2 separate regions of the Zea mays genome follow, and region 2 is linked to region 1. A link is a contact called in public HiChIP or PLAC-seq data. All regions are on one chromosome and are shown on one strand. The core of a region is the stretch at or near the end of the contact, and the rest is flanking DNA. Distances in the headings are between cores, read along the strand shown.

Region 1 (7,205 bases), core at 644-3,143:
GGTCATCCTCAGTTTAGCGTTTAATCGGACTACACGGATGTTTAAACGGATTAAAAAGGATTATACATGATTAAACGGATTACACGGCATAAACGACCTAAACGGTTAGCTACTGAGTAGTATTTAAACGACGTTTAAACGGTCTAAACGGGCATTTAGGATAACAATGAAAAATAGTGAAACTTGGCATGGAGTTATAATTTGGTCCTAGTTGCTTGATATAAATAGATCATGAGGTTATACAAAAGTGTGAATATAAATGTTTTACAAATAGACACATCTCTCACTAAGTTTCATAGCATTGAACTATAACATTATTGTTTGAGCTATATTTCTTACTTTTGTCTTTTTCGCTTCAAAAGTGCACCATTAGTTCATCTAAATGTTATTAACTTACTTCATGTAAAGATGCCCCTTTTGATTATTTACTAATTTATATGGTTTAAATGTCTTTTTAAGCCAAAAATAAATAAATACTAAATATAGTCAAAAAAATAGTGAAACTTGGTATAGAGTCATAATTTGGTCTTAGTTGTTTGGGATAAAAAAACTTAGAAGATTATACAAAATTATGAATAGATGCCATAGTGTAGGCTATTTTGTTCACGAGAAGAAAAAAAGATGCAAAAAGTGGGCCAAGGCATCAAGGAACCCAACACCTTACAAACTACCGAGCTATGACACACCATTATACTACGTGAATGTTATTTGTACAATAATAAAGCGATTTTATTTAAGCTTATTTTTGCAGTCTTGGGTGCTGTGGGATCGAAATGTTTGGCCTACGACACGTGGAGCGGCGGCAAAAATGGCTGGAGAGGGTCAGGCGCAAACGGGAACAATTCGGCTCCTAACAGTGGACCCAGCTAGTCGGAGCGGAGGCGAAGAGGTGGACCAGCGCTGTTAGTGACGGCCCGGGTGGACGGAAACGCTCCGTAAGGGCACCCACGAGGACGCGTGTAACAAATAGAGGCAAGACTGAGCACGTTTAAAATCTAGTTATTTAAATCCATACCCTTAGTTTGTCATTTCGTTATTTTTTAAATCCATAAATCTAAGGAGAAAACTGAGCAGCGAAAGCATCTCCAAGAGGACACTAAAACCAATCCGAAAATCTGTTTTTAGGTTGAAAACTAAAATTTCCTTCGTTCAACAGTTCCCCTTTCCTTTCCCCAAATTACAAGCATCCCTCGTTCCAGTTCTAATCTCCTTCAAATATCCGCGAGGGAACATCGTCCGCAATCCACCTCCACGCGCTATCATTCTCCTCGCCTCCTCTCGCTCGGGCCATGTCGCGCTTCTTCCTCGGCGCCACCCTGACCGCGCAGCGAGTGAGAGCATGTCCTCTTCTCTGTCGGATTTGCCCACCTCTTCTCTGTCGGCGTCTGTAGTCCCCGCTGCGGTCACCGCTCGCCTCGCCCTCTCTGTCCAACGCGATGGTCACACCGGCCTTCTTTCTCGTCAACCACCCAAGAGCTCAACATGAATGTGTGATGCAACAACTTAAATACGCGTGATGCAGCAACACCATGGGGTGATGACTTGGCCTTTAAAAGTTTTAAGAACTACTTATTAGTATTCTGATGTGAGTTAAGTATTTTTATGGCTAGTTTGGGAACTATTTTTCAAAAGGATTTTTATTTTATTAAGTGAAATTAGTTCATTTTTCATTTGATAAAAATAGAAATCTATTAAGAAAATGTAGCTCTCAAACTAACTCTTAGTAGATTTTTTTCCCAGCAGTCCTCAATATAATGTTTTGGAGAATAATTTTTTAGCAATGGGGACGGATGTAAAAATCTCTAAAAACTATGAGGAACATACAAATTTTCACGTCCATTTTTAGGTGCCTCGCGTATTCTTTAACCGCCGTCACTTGCGCTCACGGCCTCGCCTTCTTTCACGCGCGGCGCTCCTTCCTGCAAGATCGATCGAGGGACGAGGATCGGAGAAGAGATCGAGCAACTTAATTGTTGCCTGCTGCATCATCGATCGACCAAGTAAACTGGCGCCGTCCCGATCAGTGGTGTTGGATAGATGATGTCCCGTAGTCCGGGAGCAAGAAGGCGATAGATGTTCGGGTGCGGCTACCGGACCCAGTTCATCAACGGGCGCAGGGAGAAGTTCGTGAGGCTCGTCGAGGCAGACGCGCCGGCGGATTCGGCGTCCAGCCCCACTTCCGGCAGCGGCGGCGGTGCCAGCATGGAGCACGGGCACGGGCACGGGCACGGCGGCGGGTTCCACATGGACAGCTACTTCTCGGGCAACCCGGCGGCGGCCGCCGCCAAGTTCCGTGCGCGGTCGGTTCGGGTGGCGGCGGGCGTGATGAACCGGTCGGAGCGGCTGAGGAGCATCGGCCTCGTGTTCCAGGAGGACTTCCGGAAGATGTCGCAGCAGGTGTTCGACCCGCAGGACGCGTTCCTGGCGCGCATGAACCGCGCCTTCGTCTTCGCGTGCATCGTGTCCGTGGCCATCGACCCGCTCTTCCTCTACCTCCTGGCCGTCAAGTACACGGACAAGAACACCTGCATCGGCTTCGACCGCAACCTGGCCACCGTCGCCACCGTGGTGCGCACCGCCGTGGACGCCTTCTACCTGGCGCGGATCGCGCTGCAGTTCCGGACGGCGTACATCGCGCCGTCGTCGCGCGTGTTCGGGCGCGGCGAGCTGGTCATCGACTCGTCCGCCATCGCGCGCCGCTACCTGCGCCGATTCTTCGCCGTCGACCTGCTGTCCGTGCTGCCGCTGCCGCAGGTCTCCATCTGGAACTTCCTCAACCGGCCCAAGGGCGCGGACCTGCTGCCCACCAAGAACGCGCTGCTCTTCACGGTGCTGTCGCAGTACGTGCCCCGCCTGGTGCGCTTCTACCCCATCACCTCGGAGCTGAAGCGCACCACGGGGGTGTTCGCCGAGACGGCCTTCGGCGGCGCCGCCTTCTACCTGCTGCTCTACATGCTGGCCAGCCACATGGTGGGGGCCTTCTGGTACCTGCTGGCCATCGAGCGGCTGGACGACTGCTGGCGGGACAAGTGCACCAACCTCAACTTCCACCAGTGCCGCACCTACATGTACTGCGGCGGCGGCAGCCAGGGCCAGTCGGGCTTCCTCGAGTGGCGCACCATGATCCGGCAGGTGCTGGCGCAGGAGTGCGCCCCCGTCGACGGCAGCGGCACGGGGTTCCCCTACGGCATCTACACCACGGCCATCCAGTCGGGCGTCTACTCCACGGAGAACCTGACGGCCAAGATCCTCTTCTGCCTCTGGTGGGGCCTGCAGAACCTGAGCACCATCGGCCAGGGCCTGGAGACGACCCACTACAAGGGGGAGCAGCTCTTCTCCATCACGCTCGCGCTGCTGGGCCTCATCCTCATGGCGCTCCTCATCGGCAACATGCAGACGTACCTGCAGTCCATGACGCTGCGCCTGGAGGAGATGCGCCTCAAGCGCAGGGACTCGGAGCAGTGGATGCACCACCGCGTCCTCCCCGACGAGCTCCGGGAGCGGGTGTGGCGGCACAACCAGTACAAGTGGCTCGAGACGCGCGGCGTCGACGAGGACAGCCTCGTGCGCAGCCTGCCCAAGGACCTGCGCCGCGACGTCAAGCGGCACCTCTGCCTCCGCCTCGTCCGCCGCGTCCCGCTCTTCGCCAACATGGACGAGCGCCTCCTCGACGCTATCTGCGAGCGCCTCAAGCCCAGCCTCTGCACCGAGTCCACCTACATCGTGCGCGAGGGGGACCCCGTCGACGAGATGCTCTTCATCATTCGCGGCCGCCTCGAGAGCTCCACCACCGACGGCGGCCGGATGGGGTTCTACAACCGGGGGCTGCTCAAGGAGGGCGACTTCTGCGGGGAGGAGCTACTCACGTGGGCGCTCGACCCAAAGGCCGGCGCCAACTTCCCGCTGTCCACGCGCACCGTTAGGGCCATCTCCGAGGTGGAGGCGTTCGCGCTGCGCGCTGACGAGCTCAAGTTCGTGGCGGGGCAGTTCCGGCGCCTGCACAGCAAGCAGCTGCAGCAGACCTTCCGCTTCTACTCGCAGCAGTGGCGCACCTGGGCCTCCTGCTTCATACAGGCCGCATGGAGGAGGTACCTCAAGCGGAAGGCGGCCGAGCAGCGGCGCCGGGAGGAGGAGATGGAGGCCGACTCGTCCGGGGTTTCCACGAGCAGGTTCAAGACCACGCTCCTCGTGTCGCGCTTCGCCAAGAACGCCATGCGCGGCGTGCAGCGCCAGCGATCCGTCCGGGCCGACAGCCTCATCATGCTTCCCAGGCCGCCGGAGCCGGATTTCGGCTCCATGGACTACTGATCTGCATCCAGCTTGGTTGGCACCAAGAGACATGGTATGTATTTAATTCTCCCCATTATTTGTGAATAATTCGTCAGAGCAGAGGCTATTATGGTTTACTGGATTGATCAATACCCAAAATTTAGTTCAGCACTTTATTGGATGATGATGATACATAATAAACTGCTCAGGTATGTACCATCTAGTACACACTAGGAATCAGATACAGATATTGTACAAGAATGTATCTATCAATGGAAGTCCCTTTATTATGTTGTGGCTTCAGTCAAATATAATCTGAGCTGTGAAAAAATGATATTCTAAATTCTGAAATGTTGCTAGTTACAACCGGATCCTGCCAAAGCCATGCATGCACTCAGCTGCGTTGGCAAATTTGCCAGCTGAAAATCTTCAACTGTTTATGGTTGCTGCATGGCTTTAGATCTGCTGTACACCTGCACAACTCAAGCTCAGTATTTTCAGCCTTTAGATTTGCTGCACGGCTGGTCGGTTCCGCAATATCTCCACATGACACAAGTGTTTATGGTTGCTATTCTGTAGGACTCCATGTACCAGGAACTTAAATGCAGTATTGCAGTCTTTAGAAGTGCTTCAAGAAACCTATAGGAGCTGCAAGAAATGCGGCAGTTCTGATCAGCCCAGCGATCAGCCAATCACCAATGAACTTGATCCTACAAGTAGAGCTAGAGTATCTTCTTATCATTGACATTAACCCTTGTATCAGCAGACTGATCGATCATTTCCTTGCTTGTACTGGAGGCTTCATCGCTTTGGTCATCAGATTCCAATAGACAGTATGTCACACCATTTTCAGAATCCACCCTGTCAAAATCGTATCCTGTCTTGTCATTTTCCACCTTCATATCAGGTATCCCATTCGCCACTGGTGGTTTTATTGCCTTTATGTCTGGGCGGCTACTTAGACTTAACGACTGCTCTGGGGCTACCATTCTTGAACTATTACCATTGCTCTCCACTAAATCTGACACTCTTACCTGCAAGAAGGAATTTAGCTCAGATGAGAAATGGAAATGCTATGGGTTTTTTTCTCAAACACGTAGGAGAGCTGTGTATCCGTTCATTAAGAAAAAAAAAGGGCACATAAGGGAAAATGCTATGAATTTGAGAATGTTTTTTCAGATTTTACGAACCTGAAGAGGCTTCATAATATCAACTTCTTGGTCCCCAATGTCTTTCAGTGCTTCCTGAGCTTGTAGCTCCATTGAGTCCCTCACAAGCTTACTCAAGAAGGATACATCATCAGACATGACGCCCAGTCCTTTCAAAAGTATTGAACCTAGCTGCAAGCTGGTCTGCAGCGAAAGATTGACCAGAGAAAAGTGATCGCATGAATTCTTATATGCTGCTCTGTAAACACAGAATTTGTTTACAAAATTACCTCGGCATTTTCCAGGACAACGTCTGTTGCGCCTGCTTTCTTAAGATCTAACAAATGTGAGAGGTCTTGAGCTCTAGCGTATATCGGAACCTGTTAAAGCAGAAGGTATTGGCAATAATGTTTGTTAATTTGCATGCTTTTTACTCTTTCTTGGTTTCTATATAACAGTAAGGGTCCTCCCTCCTAAATCTAAAAAAACTGTGTTCTTGCCCAATGCTGCTACCATAGCATGTCTCAACTTGGTAAATAAATCCAGAAATTTCCTCAACGAATAATGCAGTTTCGCTTTGGAGTTCTTACCGCAGTGAAAGCTTGACGCAATCTGCTTACAGACTCAATTGTTTTTTCCTTTCCAGTATACATAACCATGATAGCTTTTGGAAACGTTATGCCAGCAGATTGCAGAACTGCAGGGCGTGAACCATCTCCGAATAGCACAGGAAATCCTGATTTTCTAGCTGACTGATAGGAGAGAACAAATAAGCTTAGTTAAATGCATGAAGACACATCAATCCACCTTTTGTGAGAGAAGGGAAGATGCATTAATCATTATACCAAAATGCTTTCTTATTTCCAACCTTTACAACAACAGGATTCAGATCGAATGCAACATATGGCCATCCTTCTGTGTCTTTCTCAATTCCAAATGACAATGGTGCAGATAAAAATTTAGCAAGCACCTGCACAAACACGAAAAATTATGGTATGCACTCAAATGACGCAAGAAAAGAAATATCATGCAAGACATAGACACCTGTCCCATCTCTCCAAAACCAAGAATTACAACAGGTTCAGTGGCACCATAATTCACCATCTCAGCAGGCTTCTGCAAAAGAGCATCTTAGAGTTCACAAGAAAAATATGCTAATGGTCAATGTGAATGTATTAATGATTGCAGTTACATACTTCTTTTTCTTCAGATCTTTCATCAATCATCCCTGCTACTCTTCTTCCAACTTCATTGAGTAAGGGAGTTAATGCCATCGACAGCACAACAACAATTATAAGCAGTTTATTCAACTCAAGTGGTAGGACACCGAGCCTGTTTGCCAAAGAAAACACCACAAATCCAAACTCGCCTCCTTGAGAAAGTAGCAGCCCTATCCTTACACTTTCTTTAAGAGTTAACCCGACTCTAGGCCCAATTGCGGTGATTATCAGTGTCTTGATTACAATAAGACCCCCCAACAGTGACAGAACATTAGGCCACTCCCGGATGAGAAGCTACATATCATGCAAAAGGTCAAGATGGATCAATGAGCATATAAACAATCTTTTGTTAACTAACGAAAAAACACAGCAATGCCCCTTTAAATATTACTTAGTAAGAATCCAGCAAATGGAAATGGAAATGGAAATGAAGACATGTAAGCCTATATATCTTAGCCATGGAAATACATGAACTACTCTTGAATAAAAAGTGTGATTGACATTCAACCATTTGTTCACTTGGAAAAACATAAACAATTGTACCTGCATGTCAATGGAAGTCCCTGTA
Region 2 (6,312 bases), core at 3,096-5,595, 910 kb before region 1:
CCCGGCGCGGCGGCGCGGCTCCCCAGCCTCCCCGCGGTCGGGTGCGCGCCTCCCCTGCGGGCGAGCGGCCACCCAGCCACGGCCCGACGACGTGGGCACGGTGGTCCGGCAGCGCGTGCGGGCGCGGCCCCCAGCCTCGGCTCGCCGGCGGGCGGCCCCGACGCGGTATAGGCGCGCGGCCCGGCCAAGGTGCGGCGAGACACCGTCAGGCGGGCGCGGCCTGCAGACCCGGCCCCGGTGCAGGCAGCGCGGCGGCCCTGTCCTTGGCACAGGTTTGGGCGGCGCTGGCCTCGCCCCCAGCGCGGGCGCTGCAGCCCTGGATGCGCGGTCAGGCCGTCCCCAGCGCCGGCGCGCAAGCCGCTGCCACAGTCGCGCGGGCGTGTCCAATTATGTGTAGCCCTAGTATGCGCTACGTCATCGGCAACAGAAAGATGGCCCAGATCACTAATGTAGTGGTAGACAGAACGTACTCGTTTTTAATGCAGGAGCAGCGGCGCCAAGATCTTTGATTCCCTGGCCTCTGCCGTCTTGCTTGGAGATCTCTCAAGTGGCCTCCGTTGCCCTGCTGTATGGAAGATACATGCGCTAGGGAGATCTGTCAAGTTGGATTTACTGGCCACCGATCGCCTCGCCCCAGCCATCGTCCGAACACTGCTGATTGCCAACGTAGTGTTCCTGCATGCCATCTTGTCTTGGTGTGGATGCAACGAACATCATCCACCAAGAAGAAAACAACGATCATCGCCATGATGATCTCGCGAGTTTTTTTTTTCTGATGTTCCATGCTTGTGTCCGATGATTCTATGGCCTTCTTCGCCCAGTGTAGAGACGGGTGCTGATAACGTGTTAAAATATACTCAGTGCTCAGTGGTAAAGAAAGTAGAGTAAGAGACATAATGGCAGAGACAAGTAACTGTCATCTTTATTGCAGAGATCCTTGTTTATATACAAGTAGATACAGTGTCTCCCAAGGGGTGTGTCCCTTGAGAATAACTGTCAGAGGTTGATCATATGTTATACAAATATTTTGTAATAGGCTGCATGCGTCGAGGCTGGCATGCGTTGACGGATACAACCCAAACGTTTTTAAAATGGCCTGTTCGGCTGCACGAGTGGAGACGTGGGGAGGGAGGTTCCCTACTCGCCCATGCCGCAGCGAGCCCGGTGCCGTCAAGCCCAGATACCAATCACACGCTAAGAGAATGATCAACATCAAGTTCATGTTTATTTCACGATAAACTGTTGAATATTAAGGTGCAGTTGTTGGTGACTTGTTCTCAAATGCTATGAATTAAGAACAAGACAATATAAAATGTTAAATATCAAAGCCTTTCGTCCGCCGAAGCATTATCTCCACAAGGATTTAATGAACTTCGGACGAAGGTCACGAGCATAATATCACGAAGGTTTCACCTTCGTAATTAGACTTATAAAGATAATACAAAGTAATGTAAAACGTGAAACATTAAAGATAAATATATTGGAAATAAATGACATCATTTACATATCTTATTACATGAATCTAAGATGTTTCACTATAACGTTTAGGTACAAACAATAATTCCCGAGTGATGCGTTTGCAATTACAGGAATCCGTGAACAGTAAAGGAATACTGTTCACTATTTATAGGCACAGGACACAGCCTGTGAGGAATTACAATCATGCCCCTCATAAAAGTTTACAACAATGACTCAGACCCTTATGGACTAAAAGATCATTATATCTTTAAGTCGGTTCGACCCTTCATCTTCGGATATGTTGTAATACCGAAGCTTGATAAATGGTGCCTTCGGCGTCACGTACGAGCAGCTTCATCCGAAGCTGTTTCTTTCTGCAGGACCTTCGGCGACGAAGTATGGTCCTAACAGCAGTGATGAAAATAACAAGTCAAAACGGTAGCAAACCGCTATAATTCACTTGTCTTCATTGAAGATGCCAAAAGCACTAGGAGCACTCTAGAGCACTACCACCTGTTTTATAATGTACAACTCAATACAAACATCTCATATAGTGTATTACAAGTAATTGACATAGTGCTCCTTAATCCATCTGAAAACCCGGTGAAAACGACACTGTTGCTGGTTTTTTTTGTATCTTTAATTTTGCAGTAGCTACAACAACAACTAAGTACTCTATGAGCATCTACAAAACATAAGCTACAACTTTAGTATTCAAACAAAGGCCAAATTCCACTATCTTCTATGTTTACTCTTTAGTATAAAGTTACACAATCATTTTATCTACGACAGCAACAATACCATTTATCTGTTAAGAATCGTAAAAGTTCATCCATTCCTGACCAGCACATTTTGCAGTGAACGGTGATGAAGGAATGTCAGTGCCATGAAGCACCACACTGCTCTGCCCTACTGTTTTCTTGATTCCAGCCTCCAGCATCACCTCTCCCATTCTTGCGCCAGCATGCCAATTCCCGCCTTCTAAATAGACATTCCTAATAGTCACATACCGACCGGATTGCTGGGGGCCAAGAGACATTAGTTTCTGCCCAATCTCCACTGCAAGCTCCACATTTCCATGGAGCTTGCAAGCCCCAAGAAGAGCACCCCACACAGAAGCATCAGCCGCGAAGGGCATCCTCTCTATAACCTGAATGGCTTCTCCAAAACGGCTAGCACGGCCTAAGAGGTCCACAACACATCCATAATGGATCATCAACGGTACCACCTTGTATTCAGCAACCATTGCGTCGAACCAGTATAACCCAACCTCCACCAATCCTGCACGAGCACAAGCCGTCAGAAGAGCAAGAAAGCTTATCTGATCCGGCAAGAAGCCTTCACCCCTCATCATGTCGAACTTCACCAGCGCGTCAGTCTCCTTCCCGTGATTAGCCAATGCTGATAACAGCGCATTCCACGTGCAAACCTCCTTCGTGCAGACGACCGCAAAAGCACTCTTACAGAAGCCAATCCTCCCATGCTTCCCATACATGTCAACCAGGGCTGTGCCCAGGAACGCAGTGAGCTCAATCTCATGACGGATGAGGTATGCGTGGACAGCCATGCCCGCGGCAAGACCCTCACCGCCGTCAACGTTGGCACAGGCCGAGAAAACGCTGACCAGCGTTGCTTCCTCGAGCCGTCGTCCCACGTTACCCAGCAAAAATCCCCTGAACACCTCGAGAGCGCACCGGTGGCGTCCGCCCCGCGACAGCCCAGACACGAGCGTCGTCCACGACACGGGGTCCCTCACCGCCATCCGCTCAAAGAAGTCCCCGGCACCGTCCAGGTCCCCGGCGTGGCACAGCGCGTCGAGCAGTGCGTTGCAGGAGGCCAGGTCCGGGGGACCCTCCATCTCGTCGAACACCTTGCGCGCGTCGCAAGACGGGTGTCCCGTTCGGCCATAGACGCTGACGAGCGAGCAGGCGACGAAGCAGTCAGCCGCGAGGCCGCGGCGGAGGCACTGCGCGTGGAGCGCCGCCGCGGCGGACGCGGAGGCGGACATGAGGAGGGACGGGAAGGAGTGGCAGTTGGGGCGCGCGCCGCGGGCGAGCATAGCGCAGAAGAGGCGCAGTGGGGCGGACGGGGGGCGCGAAGAGGAGGCGGCGGGGACGCGGCGGTGCGCGTGGGCGAGGCAGTTGTAAGGAAAGGCCGCCGCGGAGCATTGTGAGTCAAGGAGCAGCACGCCAGAGGTGAGGAGCAGCGCGTGCACCTGGAAGAGGCGGCGCGGAAATGGGAAGTGCTCCTGGAGGAGGCGCTCGAAGAAGGCGTACGAGTACGGGGAGGAGCGCCGCATGGGCGCACGCCGCCGCGCGGGCCCAGGGTTCTCGCCACCGCCGCCTCCTCCCGCCAGAGCTTGACGTCTCCGCCGCGAGTCGGCGAGTGCGCGCGGGGCTCCTCTCCGTGGGCCCGAATTGGCGCAGCCCACCAGACAGCTCCGCTGGACGGAGCGGACTGAGCCGATCGGCCCAACAAAGAAGCAGCTTCCTTCTCGTACTCGTACTGGGCCCAACAAAGAAGCAGCTTCCTCCTTGTACTCGTACGCGGCGGCGGCGGCGAGGTCTCTGGGACCGGGCGGCGGCGTGCGCCCATGCGGCGCTCCTCCTCGTACTCGTACGCCTCCTCCAGGAGCACTTCCGTTCCCGCGCCGCCTCTTCCAGGTGCACGCGCTGCTCCTTGACCCACAGTGCTCTCTCCCACTCCGGCCAGCCCATCTCTCCCTCCGCGGCCAGCAGCTTTCTCTTCCAGTCCGGCCAGCGAGCCCCTGCGCATCCACTTCCAGGCGTAGCAGCGGCGTGTAGGGACTCCGCTCGTGGCGGCCGGCGGCGGCGGCATTCTGCCATTGCCAACTACTCACATAATCCCAGGCGCTGGCCTCTCGCATGCACGAGCACAAGCTATGCTCAGGCACCTAACCAACAACCCATTGCTCTCGCGCCGATGCCACCGCATGTTCCATCACAACCGGCTCTGTACCACCGCCACATCCTCGGCGGCCGCCGGTGAGATCGCGCCGGATCCCGCCGCATACGAGACTACCGTTGGCGTTGAATATGACCTCGCGCAGGAGTTGCGCAGCCACCTCGTGCGCGACACCTGCAGGCTGCTCGAGCTCCGGGACTCGTGGAGCGCCAAGCTGGAGGCGCAGCTCCGGCACTTCCTCCGCGCGCTGACGCCATCGCAGGTCCGCGCCGTGCTGCGCGCGCAGGCGCAGCGGGACGCCCGCGCTGCGTTCGAGTTCTTTCGCTGGGCCGACCGCCAGTGGAAATACCGTCACGCCCCGGAGGTGTTCGACGAAATGCTGGCGCTCCTCAGCCGCACCAGGCTCCACGACCCGGCGCGCCGCGTCGTGCGCCTCATGATCCGGCGTGGTATACGCCGGGGCACGCGGCAGTTTGCACACCTCATGCTCTCGTACAGCCGCGCCGGGAAGCTCCGCTCCGCCATGCGCGTGCTCCAGCTCATGCAGAAAGATGGGTGCGCGCCCGACATATGTATATGCAACGTGGCTGTGAACGTGCTTGTTGTGGCCGGACGTGTTGACAAGGCGCTCGAGTTTGCGGAAAGGATGAGGCGTGTTGGGGTCGATCCGGACGTGGTCACATACAATTGCCTAATCAAGGGATTATGCGGTGCTCGGCGGATTGTTGAGGCATTGGAGATGATTGGCTCAATGCTGCAAAATGGGTGCCCGCCAGATAAGATTAGCTACTTTACAGTGATGAGCTTCTTGTGTAAGGAGAAAAGGGTGGCAGAGGTGTGGAATTTGCTCGAGAGGATGAGGAATGATGCAGGTATATTTCCTGATCAGATCACGTATAACATGCTTATTCATGGCCTTGCAAAGCATGGTCATGCAGATGAGGCGTTGACTTTCTTGAGGGAGTCAGAGGGGAAAAGATTCCGTGTTGATCAGGTTGGCTATAGTGCGATTGTGCATTCGTTTTGCTTGAATGGTAGGATGTCAGAGGCAAAGGAAATTATAGGCGAGATGATTTCAAAGGGGTGCCGCCCTGATGTTGTAACTTATAGTGCGGTTGTAGATGGATTCTGCCGGATTGGGGAACTCGATCAAGCAAGAAAGATGATGAAGCATATGTATAAGAATGGTTGCAAGCCAAATACAGTCACACATACTGCACTGTTAAATGGGCTTTGCAAAGTTGGGAAATCTTCAGAAGCATGGGAACTGCTAAACAAGAGCGAAGAAGAGTGGTGGACTCCAAGTGGTATCACATACAGTGTTATTATGCATGGATTTCGGAGGGAAGGGAAGCTAGTGGAATCATGTGATGTGGTAATGCAGATGTTGCAGAAGGGTTTCTTCCCCACGGCTGTGGAGATTAACTTGTTGATTCACGCGCTATGCAAGGAACAAAAACCAGCACGTGCCAAAGACTTCATGGAGCAGTGCCAAAGCAAGGGCTGCTTTATTAATGTTGTTAATTTCACAACTGTAATCCATGGATTTTCTCGGCAGGGTGATCTGGAATCAGCACTATCTTTACTGGATGACATGTATCTCACCAACAGGCATCCTGATGTTGTTACATACACTGTTGTTGTTGATGCTTTAGGAAGGAAAGGTAAAATGAAAGAAGCAACAGCGCTTGTAGAGAAAATGCTTAACAGAGGTTTGCTCCCTACACCTGTCACATACAGGACTGTGATACATAGGTATTGTGAAAAGGGTGCGGTGGAAGATTTACTCAATCTGCTGGATAAGATGTTAACAAAACAAGGGTTTAGTAGTGCATATAATCAGGTCATCGAAAAGCTATGTGCATTTGGTAAACTTAGTGAGGCTTACAATCTGCTCAGCAAGGTACTAAGAAGTGCCTCAAAAAGAGA

The links. HiChIP or PLAC-seq counts read pairs in DNA pulled down with a chosen protein or histone mark.
Region 2: an H3K4me3 HiChIP or PLAC-seq map of leaf shows a contact between it and region 1, with 6 times the contacts expected there. The contact joins the promoter of LOC103650264 here to the promoter of LOC103650266 in region 1. A contact is called at or near these places in 4 of 25 Hi-C or Micro-C datasets (leaf, root tip and an unstated tissue) and 1 of 3 datasets of contacts at active chromatin or transcription factors (leaf).

The regions. Positions count from the first base shown.
Region 1 is chr3:112,550,300-112,557,504 of Zm-B73-REFERENCE-NAM-5.0, reverse strand. LOC103650266 (putative cyclic nucleotide-gated ion channel 9) reads left to right here and starts at 1,893. Exons shown (of 1, transcript XM_008675875.3): 1 at 1,893-4,559. The coding sequence starts at 2,074. The coding sequence ends at 4,308. LOC100382049 reads right to left here. Exons shown (of 17, transcript NM_001366764.1): 10 at 7,181-7,205; 11 at 6,614-6,931; 12 at 6,462-6,533; 13 at 6,286-6,387; 14 at 6,008-6,169; 15 at 5,708-5,797; 16 at 5,460-5,621; 17 at 4,420-5,303. The coding sequence ends at 4,992.
Region 2 is chr3:113,463,628-113,469,939 of Zm-B73-REFERENCE-NAM-5.0, reverse strand. LOC103650264 (putative pentatricopeptide repeat-containing protein At1g10330) reads right to left here and starts at 4,345. Exons shown (of 2, transcript XM_035966266.1): 1 at 2,260-4,345; 2 at 1,452-1,862. The coding sequence starts at 4,345. The coding sequence ends at 2,270. It overlaps LOC103650263 (pentatricopeptide repeat-containing protein At5g16640, mitochondrial), which reads left to right and starts at 3,929. Exons shown (of 3, transcript XM_008675869.3): 1 at 3,929-6,312. The coding sequence starts at 4,361.